Linked DNA regions of Zea mays: region 1 is linked to region 2. Evidence: chromatin contacts called from public Hi-C data. All regions are on one chromosome and are shown on one strand. Each heading gives the region's core, a stretch centred on a gene start, on an enhancer-like site or on the middle of the called end of the contact. The rest is flanking DNA. Distances are from core to core; before and after follow the strand shown.

The links. Hi-C and Micro-C count contacts between places; a contact is called where the count stands out from the background.
Region 1: a contact with region 2 is called in a Hi-C map of ear, with 1.7 times the contacts expected there. The contact joins the enhancer-like site here to the promoter of LOC100278520 in region 2. A contact is called at or near these places in 2 of 25 Hi-C or Micro-C datasets (ear and leaf).

The regions. Positions count from the first base shown.
Region 1 is chr2:167,871,023-167,876,275 of Zm-B73-REFERENCE-NAM-5.0, reverse strand. No RefSeq gene overlaps it. Among protein-coding and RNA genes, the nearest start is that of LOC100282883, 19 kb to the left of the region's middle. Within about 2 kb of position 3,980, at least 16 of the 20 cell types and tissues checked have an H3K27ac peak or open chromatin away from gene starts, as enhancers often do. A contact at or near this core is called in ear and leaf, where this site is marked.
Region 2 is chr2:167,423,999-167,428,925 of Zm-B73-REFERENCE-NAM-5.0, reverse strand. LOC100278520 (F8M12.18 protein) reads left to right here and starts at 2,937. Exons shown (of 1, transcript NM_001151768.2): 1 at 2,937-3,474. The coding sequence starts at 2,987. The coding sequence ends at 3,331.

The DNA of each region.
Region 1 (5,253 bases), core at 2,731-5,230, 450 kb before region 2:
TCTAATATAAGCTGAACTAGTGAAACATACTTAAAATGAAGAAACAACGACAAAAAAAACGTACCAATGACAATTTTATAAACACTTCATCCTTAGCCTTAGATCATCTTCTTCACCCATCTTGTTCTTCTTGTTCTATTTCTCTTTTCATGTTTGCACACTTGGTAAAGGGATGGAGGCACACAACAACGAGAGAACTTGGGGGCGGTGCTGGGCAGCGACGGCGAATGGGCGTATCTTCTTGTAGCAAGAGCCAATAGGGAGGAAGGGGAGGGGTGATGGACGAGCAGCAATGTAGGAGATGATCGACGATCATGGGCGTGAGCTCCACATAGGGCACAATAAGGGGTGCATGGAGGGGGGTGAGGAAAAAAGAGTAGGGCCCAACTCCAAGCAACCAAGAAGGAATAATGTGAAAGGGAGCAACAAAATGGCCGAAGAAGGACAAAAAAAGAAGAAACAACTTGTGTCAACCATGGTGAAGTTCACCGGAAGTTCCATCGAAAAGGAAAAAAATAAGGGGAAACAGTTATACATTGTTCGATTGAGGCAAACAAGGACACAACAACGACAGCTACCTTATGGTTGTGGTGGCTCCCACCAGAGATGTCCGAGATGGCTGGAATTGCTAACCGTAGTTGAACAGTTTTGAAAACTTCGATATTAGATGTATGGAAATAACGATGACGACTGCAGAAACGAGCTGTACATCTAGGACAACCATTTGTCACCTTAGGTGACTGAGCCAACGGCTAATCACTCGCATCCATGGACTATTACTTTATCACCCTAGGTGATAAGTAGCACTACCACATATATATAATATAGTTTGGATCAAACATGGATTACTTCATTATTTTTAGAATTATTGAATTTTAGGACTAGATTAATTTCAGAAAATTTTAGAATTAGTATTTGTGGTCCAAAAAAACTTATAAAGATCCAAAATTTCAGAAAAAAATTCCTAGTTACATTTTGGAACATAAGAAACCTACACAATGTATCTTGAGACCGTGAAATGATATTTGAGTGTATCTAAACAATAGAATACACTTATAGATAAGTGAAAAAGGTTTAGGAAAACTAAAAAATTCTAAAAAAGATTTAAGGAGAAGTTGATGAAGGATCAATATAAAGGAGTGATTTGGAGTACAAAGAAAATTTTTAGGAAGATTAATATAAAAATATTAACGTCGAGATAGCCAAGATTATATTACAAAAAAGGATAAGACGTCGAAGAGATAAGATCATTGCTGTGTATGTGTTTTAAAAGTTTACACATAACATTTAGCTAAGCAACAAACACATATAACATCATAAAAAAACCATCAAATTAATTTGGAAACGTTCTAAAAGACACAATTTTATGTAACTAAATTTGTGCAATTTAAAATAATCTTGAGAAGTTTTTTTACAAATATCAAAATTATTGTTTTTATTTAGTGGTTTATATCCAAAACCTAAAACAGAAAATTCTAGGGCATGACACTTTTATCAATTGATTTTCAAAGCCCTGAATCTACAATAATACCTTCGGGGTTCCAGCACATGATAAGAATCACCCTCCTCAACAAAAATATCATTTTCTTGTTCTACTACAAGAGGTTGGCTCAACTCTATTGCACACTTTGAGATGGCAATGGAGGTTGGATGTTTTCTTGCTCTGGACCAACGACGGAGGGATGATTTGTCCTTCTTGATGAATTCAAGAGAAATATAATGCTAAATTCATGGTCCTCTTCATCGTTTCAGAATCAAAAGTTCAAAATTAGATGAAATCAAAACAAGCACAAATTATTTTACTTGAACTCTTGAAGTAAAGAGAAGAAATACCTTCACCAATCACCATTCACAGTTTCCCTACTCGAGCGTTCTTCTCAGGAGCTCGATGACGTAAAGGCCGACGAACCGAGGCGATGCTTGGTGCAGGCTTAGGCTGGTGCAAGTGCACCATCTTCTCGGTCCCTATTACATTAGCTCTTGACTTGACTCTCGCCCCTACTGCTCTAGTGCATAGACTACAACAGACTATAGCCCCAGTTCACAATCACATCATCCTTTTATTTTACAATTAACTATTTATACTGATTTATTTTGAAACTTAAAAATTACACAACATATTTTTTATTAAAAATTATGTATTACATAATACTTAAAAGAAAATTACATAATAATTAGAAAAAAAATCATGAGATGAAATTGTTTGTGAGATGAGCTCTAACTAAGCGATAGTATTCATAATTGGATTGAGAATGAAATTTTTGTTTTTTGCATCCTTTTGATTTTTTTGGACTCCAAACAATCACCAAGGACTAGTACGAGTGACACTAACGTGACTGACATGGACGAACCAGAGACCACCAATTCACTCTCGCCTCATCCCTCTCGCTCGCTCGCCCTCTACTCCAACATATCACCCCACTATCGCCCGCCTCTCGCCCCACTACCGCCTCAACTCGCTCTATAGTGCGGGCTAGAGCGAGGCGATAGGCACACTATCGTTGGGCGACGCGACCATCGTCCGCTCCAGCTCTCTCGCCCCTCTCTCGTCCCTCTCTCCGCCTCTCATCCCGTGATGGCCCTGTCGCCCCCACTGGCACCAGCCTTAGTGCCTGAGGCCACCATGGAGCCTAGGGAAGAGGGTGGCCTTGCGAGGGCGACATTGACGGTAGTGGTCATGTAAAATCTCCTTCCGACCTATAATGTTTTTTATATTTGGTCCCTCCATTTTTATATTTATGGAAAAATTCAAAAAAGGGAGAGGATCCATTCCGCCCGTTTTTGCAGGTCCTACTTTTAACCCGTTTGAACCCGTATTTATTCCGTATTTGAGAAATCTATGATCAACCCAATATGCATAGTGTATTAGCTGAATCCTCATATCCTTAGGTGACAAACTATAACACAAGAGACCGTTCTAGCCACTGACTCTCCTCAATGAAAAAGCGATCTAAAGAACAAACACCACCGGCTGTAAAGTTATATCCACACCAATAGCAAGAAAACAAGAATGAAATGTTGTCTTTGTGTAGCTATTTATTTAATGTTGTTTCTCTGTCGATTAGTCACCGGTTAGCCATCATTACCATGTGTGTTTTGTTTTAAATTATGAGTTTTCACTTAATATTCCTGATCTGTTTCGTTTTCATACACCAATTTATTTTACTCCTATTTTGATTTTCGACTATTCCAGATCCGATCTCGTTTTCGTGATAAAATGTGGTTTCCACCAAACAGTTTTTAGTTTTTTAGCAGTGCACATCTCACAACAGTTTTTTTTCACAGGTCACAGCTCACATCGGTTTTTTTCACAGCCATAACCCAATCAAAGAGACTCTTAATATTAAATGTCTCTCTCACACATATATAATATGTTAATTTTTTTAACAAAAGGTACATAAAGTAGAGTTAGATACTTTTATATTAGGAAGGATATTTTAATCTATACCAATGCTAAAAAACATAAGATACGATTTTACGAAAAGCTATAAATATTATAGCAACGTATTTATGTTGTCGTGAGAATTTTGACAAGTCTGACGAACCATATTTTAGATCTGTTCGGTACACTTTTTTCGAGGAGTTTTTTTTTTGAGGATCTGAATTCGAGGATAATCTAGTTGTAACGAGAATTTAGATAACTAAGGAGCTCACGTGCATACAGAAAGACGAAGTAGCTAGTATGGTTTAGGAAGCGGTTGATTCCTCCTACCACGGCGGCGGGAGAGATTCTGCATCCATATTGATTTGGTGATTTTCACCGAAAAAAAAACGATTGTCACATAAGCAGACTTGGAAGCGAAGAATTCGACAGCTAGAAGCCGATTCTGACCCATTGGCATATGCATTGTTCCAAATATTTGGAGTGAGCTGTGAGCCCGAGCGACCACGACCAGGGCCACGAGCAGTGTCTGCCCTGCTCTTGTCTTTAGTGGGGGCTGTTCTTTCGTGGACGAAAACTGAAAACCTGTTCAGGCTGCGAGTAGGGCCGTGGCCCTAGGCCTTAGGCCTGAGCCCGCCCAGATTGCGTATTTATAAGACGGCCTTGATTGTGTCGCGTCCGGGCCCGTACGTACGTGCGTTTTAAATAATGATGGAAGAATTATTAGTACTAGTAACTCGTATACCCGTAGGCCGTACCAATAAAACCCCCACCCATTTTAATTTTATTGTCGTCCGGCTGGCCATGGCCTGCACCGACTCCTTCCAGTCCGACCTCATAAATCTGCGCGGGTAGAGCTAGAGAGAAGTTGGTTGGACGCCCGACGGCTCGATCAGGACCACATGTCTGTCGTGCAGAACCCCAGCTGCATGCAACGCAACGCACGGTCATGTCGTGATGAGGACGATGGCATGCATGCCTAGGTACTGTGAGGCGAGTTGAGGACGGCAGGCAGCCAGCCAGCCAAGCCAGTCTTGTCGTTGCAGCACAACGGACGACACAAGCTACCCCCATGCCGACACGGACACATCTGTTCAGTTTTCCTCTGAAAGATTCAGAGAATGAGAGCGGTGCCACAATCCTAGCGAACCGAACGCGGGCGGACGGCCTCGGAGCACACACCATGACACATTGACACGGCCTTGCTTCAGCTTCATTCTTCCTTCTAGTTCCGGCTCGCTCTACCACCCCGTCCGTGGTGCTTCAATTGACGCTTCCTCAGCGTCCGTTCCCTGCAATTTTGCGAGCCACGAATTGAACTGAACTTGAATCCAAACGCCTTGCACGCCATCATCTGTCTCAGGACTCCAGGAACCCTGCTGACTGCTGAGGCTAGCAATCCTGCTGGAATCTGGACATAGGAGGAGTACTCTCGACATCCCAACGCAATCATGGTTCTTGCTTTTTAGGGAATTGTCGGCACCTATGTAGTCGCCAAACACCGGAATAAACCACCTGGCGGTGTTCTCTATGGAGACGAGGACGGTCCGCGACCTGGACACAGGAGCGGCTCCTTTTCAGCGTACGTCCGAACGGTCTACGCCAGGGATTCGGGCTCGGACGGTCCACGATGGCGCAGAGAGTCTTCTTCGCAACAGACCTAGATCTTGCCTACTGGGATGGACCCCGTTGGGGAGGAGAGACCATAGGGTGTGTCTTGACGTCGACAGGCCACCCAAGACGTCTCTAGTCGTCGTAGAGTCGAAGAGTGGTAAAGATTCGAGGTAGATGAAGACTAAACTAGGGCTACTCCTAATGCATAAGGTAAAAACGAGAAGAAGAGTTGATCGAATCGATTGTGGGGGTTCAAA
Region 2 (4,927 bases), core at 1,688-4,187:
TCAGCAACCTATTAAGTTAAAAACTCCTACTTTGCTAGCCACTAAATCTGATCTTGATGAGTTACATGCCTCTGTTGGACTTTGCTATGCCTTAGTGTGCAAAAATGTTTTCTATTCCATTGATGATCGTTCTATTGCTTTGCCACCGGCTATTGCTAACCTTTTGCAAGAGTATATGGATGTGTTTCCCTCTGAGATACCCCCTGGATTACCACCTGAGTCGCCTCCAGATTTTCGGGTTAGTTCCACCTTTAACATTTCAGATTTGAAGCCATATATGGGTGACGAATATGAGATCGAGTTGAGGACGACTCCAATTCAAGAGGAGGAGGATGATGAGGACATCACTTCTATACATACAATGAATGGACCGATAACACGATCCCGTGCACGACAGCTAAATCTCCAGGTACGTTCTACCCTAGTCAATTGTGTTTCAGAGCTTACGCTTGGGGCCATGGATGTTTTGATGATTAGGTACCTTGGAGAGGACCAGCAAGGACTTGGGAAAGGCCAAGGTGTTGAGGAGGAGCAGCAAGGGCGTCCACAACAGGAAGGAGATCAAGTCCGAGTCGGCTGCGACTCCATCTCGGGTTCCAGGACCAGTCTGCACTAAAATGGACGCCCAAGATGCATCCGGACTCCGATTGCGACGGACTGGATATGGTTGGAAAGATAACGAGATTATCTAACCGACTCAACTGGTTCCACCCTAAAATTCATTCGGAGTCAACGGGAATCGTCGAAACAAGTCAGCGTTCAGATTCTGTTTTGGTGCTGCGACACCGTCTGTTGGGCCGTGTATCGCGTCGGAGCCCATTAGAGGCGAGTCCAGGGGGTCACGCACGCCCTAATACTCTATTTATTCAGCAGCTGCCGCCACATTTAGGTTTGGGTTTTGCTTAGATCAATTCTGTCATCGAACAGTGTCGCCGTCATCGGCTTATGAGACCCCATCCCGTAATCAATACAATTTTGGTTGCGTTTCTTTCCTGTTCTTGCTTGTGTTCTTGATTGCGCTTGCAGGGATAAGCTTTCGTGGCGAGGTCATTCATGTGTCACGGGTGATAACCAACGGAGCCGTGGTATAGTGATTGCGAGGAACCGTTCGCTCGGAGCCTTGGATCATCAACGTCGAGATCTCCACTCAATCAAGTTATCGTATCTCACGGAAGATCGGGCCGCGTCTACTATCAATTGGTACAACTCTGGCCTAGGCACGTCATGCCGGCCTGCTGACTGTGTCGGGCCAGCCCATTAGCCCATTTGATTAAATCAGCGTAAAATGTTAAAAACGGTGAAGGGCGAGAGACACTGGGTGAAGCTATCTAACCAGTAGAACATAATGCTCAGATGTTTTTAATATTGAATATAAATTGTATATATGTATATACATTTTTTGTAAAATAAAAAAAATATAATCGTGTCGGGCCGGGCCAACACTACGAGCTGAGGCTACAGCCCTAGCACGACACGTCGCTCTTGGCTCTTGCAAGTATTGGGTCGTTTCTGAGACACATTGGCGCAATGGACTCTATGTTGTTTGAGGTTGTGAATTGGGTGGAGCAACAATGATTTGTCACACTAACAGTAAAATGAAAGGTTATTTGTTGGTTTTAAACGTTAGTAATTGATACGAAGTAGCATAATTTATATGGAGCGCATCCGATTTTTATTGTGCCTGACTTTAGCAATAACTCCATATTTTGATCTATCTTTTTTATAAGTTTGAGTTTATGTGACTTATTTTAGAAACTTGAGCTTATAAACTTTCTCTTATTTGGTCTCTGTATGGTGAAATTATATCATTTTATAATCTCTGTTCGTTCAGTCAGTCGTTGTGAACTCTTTTCTAATCGCTCACTTTATTGGTTGTGTTGTACCAAGACATATTGCATGGAGTAAACAATAACAACACTTAGCCAAATCAAAAAATATTATACGAAGAGCGGAGACATCAATCAATAAAAAATCTTAAATTTTTTTGTGGATAGTTTATAGGATATTATTGTAAACCGTCGCAAGGCACGGACAATCAACTAGTATATATATATTGGACCCATATATCCCAACAGATTTCTGCCTAATTAGTCAGATAACCACGCGCCATAAAGAGCCTTTTGTCCGAGATAATCTTATCACGGATCGCTTAGTCTACATCTACCCACGTAAATCGTATATAAACCGTATAAAAAACATTAGGTCTCGTTTACTTTCTTTCATTTTGATTTCATTTTGAGGAATTGAAATCTTACTAATGAAATAGACTATTTTTTTAGAATGTGACATTTCACTATTTTTCAAAGTTATCATATAAGACTATCTCAAATTCATGTAGGTGAGAGATAGAAATTGATTCTATAGATTTACATACTATTTTTCCGATGTACAACTTATAGCACACTTTTTTACTTACTTGGCTATAACATAAATATAGTATATAATTATCTCTTTCATATGATTTAAGATAATATATAAATATATGAATTTAATTAGTTTTATCTAAATTATAATTATTAAAATGAAATTCAATTGCAACTAAACCAACTGTCCCCGAAATCGCGTTGCAAAGACACTTCTAATGTTCCGTCGCACTGCCGTAGCAGCCATCAACGATGGTTTTTCTGCTCTCGAGACGTATCCAAAAGACCAGAGCATACGTATCGTGGGCCCGCACGTCGATGCATCGTACGTGTGCGTCCTATATTCTTATTTTACGCATACACTGACCGAACAACAATCGCGCCGGGCTCCGCTTTCTACTCTGCACGTCTGTCTCTACCAGCCATATGGCTGTCTGTGTCTGGCACAGCAGGTCATGGTGTCGCCTGGACGTCCAACACGTGCTTCCCCTACGTGTTCCATTCATGGCGATGGCGCCACGTTGCCACCTCGCTTTGCACCTTATATTAGCACAGACCTTGTTGCCGCATCGCAGCAGGGAGCAGCTCACAAACGCAGGGGAGAGCTAGCAGAGCAACAAACAATGGCCAAGAGCGGCACGGAGGAGTGGCGCCGCAACGCCGACACGCACAAGATGAGCGCGGAGGAGGTGCGCGCGGCAGGGGTGGAGGAGTCGATGCGCCCGCCGGGCCGGGGCCCCGGAGAGGTGCTGCACCAGCGCGGCCGCCGCCCGCTGCCGTACGGCCCGGGCACCATGGCGCTGGTGGGGTTCGGTATCGTCGGCGTCGTCGGCTACCTTGTCTTGTACCAGAAGGCCAGGTCCGGCACGCCGGCCACTGAGGTGGCCAAGGTCGCCGTCGGCCACGGGGACCCCGCCGCCGGCCGGGACCCGGAGAAGCGCCGCGAGGGCTCGCGTGAAGCCAAGTAGCTCGGTCCGTTGTAACCGTAATAGCAGGATGTAGCGTGCGTGTTGTGTTCGGTAGGGTATTCAGTTCTGTTTTTCTGCTTTGCGAAAGACTGAATAAGTTCTCTCCATCGTCCCGGAATGAAGAATCTCAACTCTTGATTTCAGTTGGAAAAAAAAACGACACTAGAAATAAATCTCTTCTTTTTTTCTTTTAAGGCTAGTTTGGAAAACTTATTTTTGGGATTTCTATGTTTTCAAGAGAAATTAGGTTCCAAACTAGCTCTTAGTATATTCGCTCTCTCGTACAGTATTTCTATATACAAGTATTTTTCTATAGTCCAAGTACAGATCACAATCAACAATACAGTACTTGTACAGATCACAATCCAGACAATACAATACAAGTACAGATCACAATCCAGATTACAAAGCATTATAGTCCAAGTGTTCAGAATCCAGATTATAAAGCATAATATTACAAGTCTCATGAATCCTAATTACAAAGCACAATATTAAGTCCAAATGTCCAACTATAGTTCACAGATTGCAGAGCACAATATTACACATAAAAGAGCATAAACTTTAGCAAAGTAGATACTGAATTAGGTTTCGAGCGAGCTGTTGTGCAATGTCGTGCAAAACCTAGAAAGGTAAAAGCTGACAGTGAGAAAAACCTAAAAAGGGAAAAAAGATTACAACCAGCTCCAAAATAAAGTATTAAAGTTTATTATAGCCCACCTTTCAACAAATAAGTTACAATCCAAATAAACTTTCAAACACTCATTCATGACTTGCATCTTCAAGGACCATGCTTTCATAGATAACTTTCTTCCTTTTCTTTAGTGTCCTTCTCCACATTGTGGTGCATATGTGATTCTACTAATTCCTAATCCTTTATACATGACAAAATCTCTACCATATCATTTGTGAGCTGGCGACGACGCTCCTCAATCACATATCATTTGTGAGCTGGCGACGACGCTCCTCAATCACGCAACCAACTAGACTAAGATTCAAAAGATAGACTAAAAGTTAGATTCAAAAGATATAGTAAAAGCAAGAATAGAGTAAAAGTTGATTCAGAAGGATATAGTAGAAGCAAGAATAGTCATGACATCTTTAGCAAGGAAAGAAAGAATAGGATATGTAAGTTTATGTTCATGCCACCAACTCAAGATGTTGAAGTCTTTATTGAACTGAGAGACAATGTCATGATCCATATATGAAGACAACTCTGAGACAGTCTACAGTTGCAAAGGTAGCGGAAGAGGGAGCAATACTATCTGATCCTGATGCCTTTAAAGATACTTCTTTTGAAATATCAAATAATGTTTACAAAATTGCTTAGCCCTGCTTAGATATAAATCTTGTAGGTTGAGTTTGTCCTTTACAATAATGTCTAGCTCAGGGTTTATTCTGAGGAAGGATGACTTTACCTACAAGAATATTTTCACCAGAATCATGGGGATATCTAATGCAAGATTCCCTTTGATGTTCTATTCATCCTAAGGTACACAAATAAGTCATAAGGATGGAAGTGCTTAAATCAAGACTTGGGGTAGGAATAGGTGATGTTTCACCTAGGTTGATTAAGAATTATCTCGAGTGTAGGCCTGC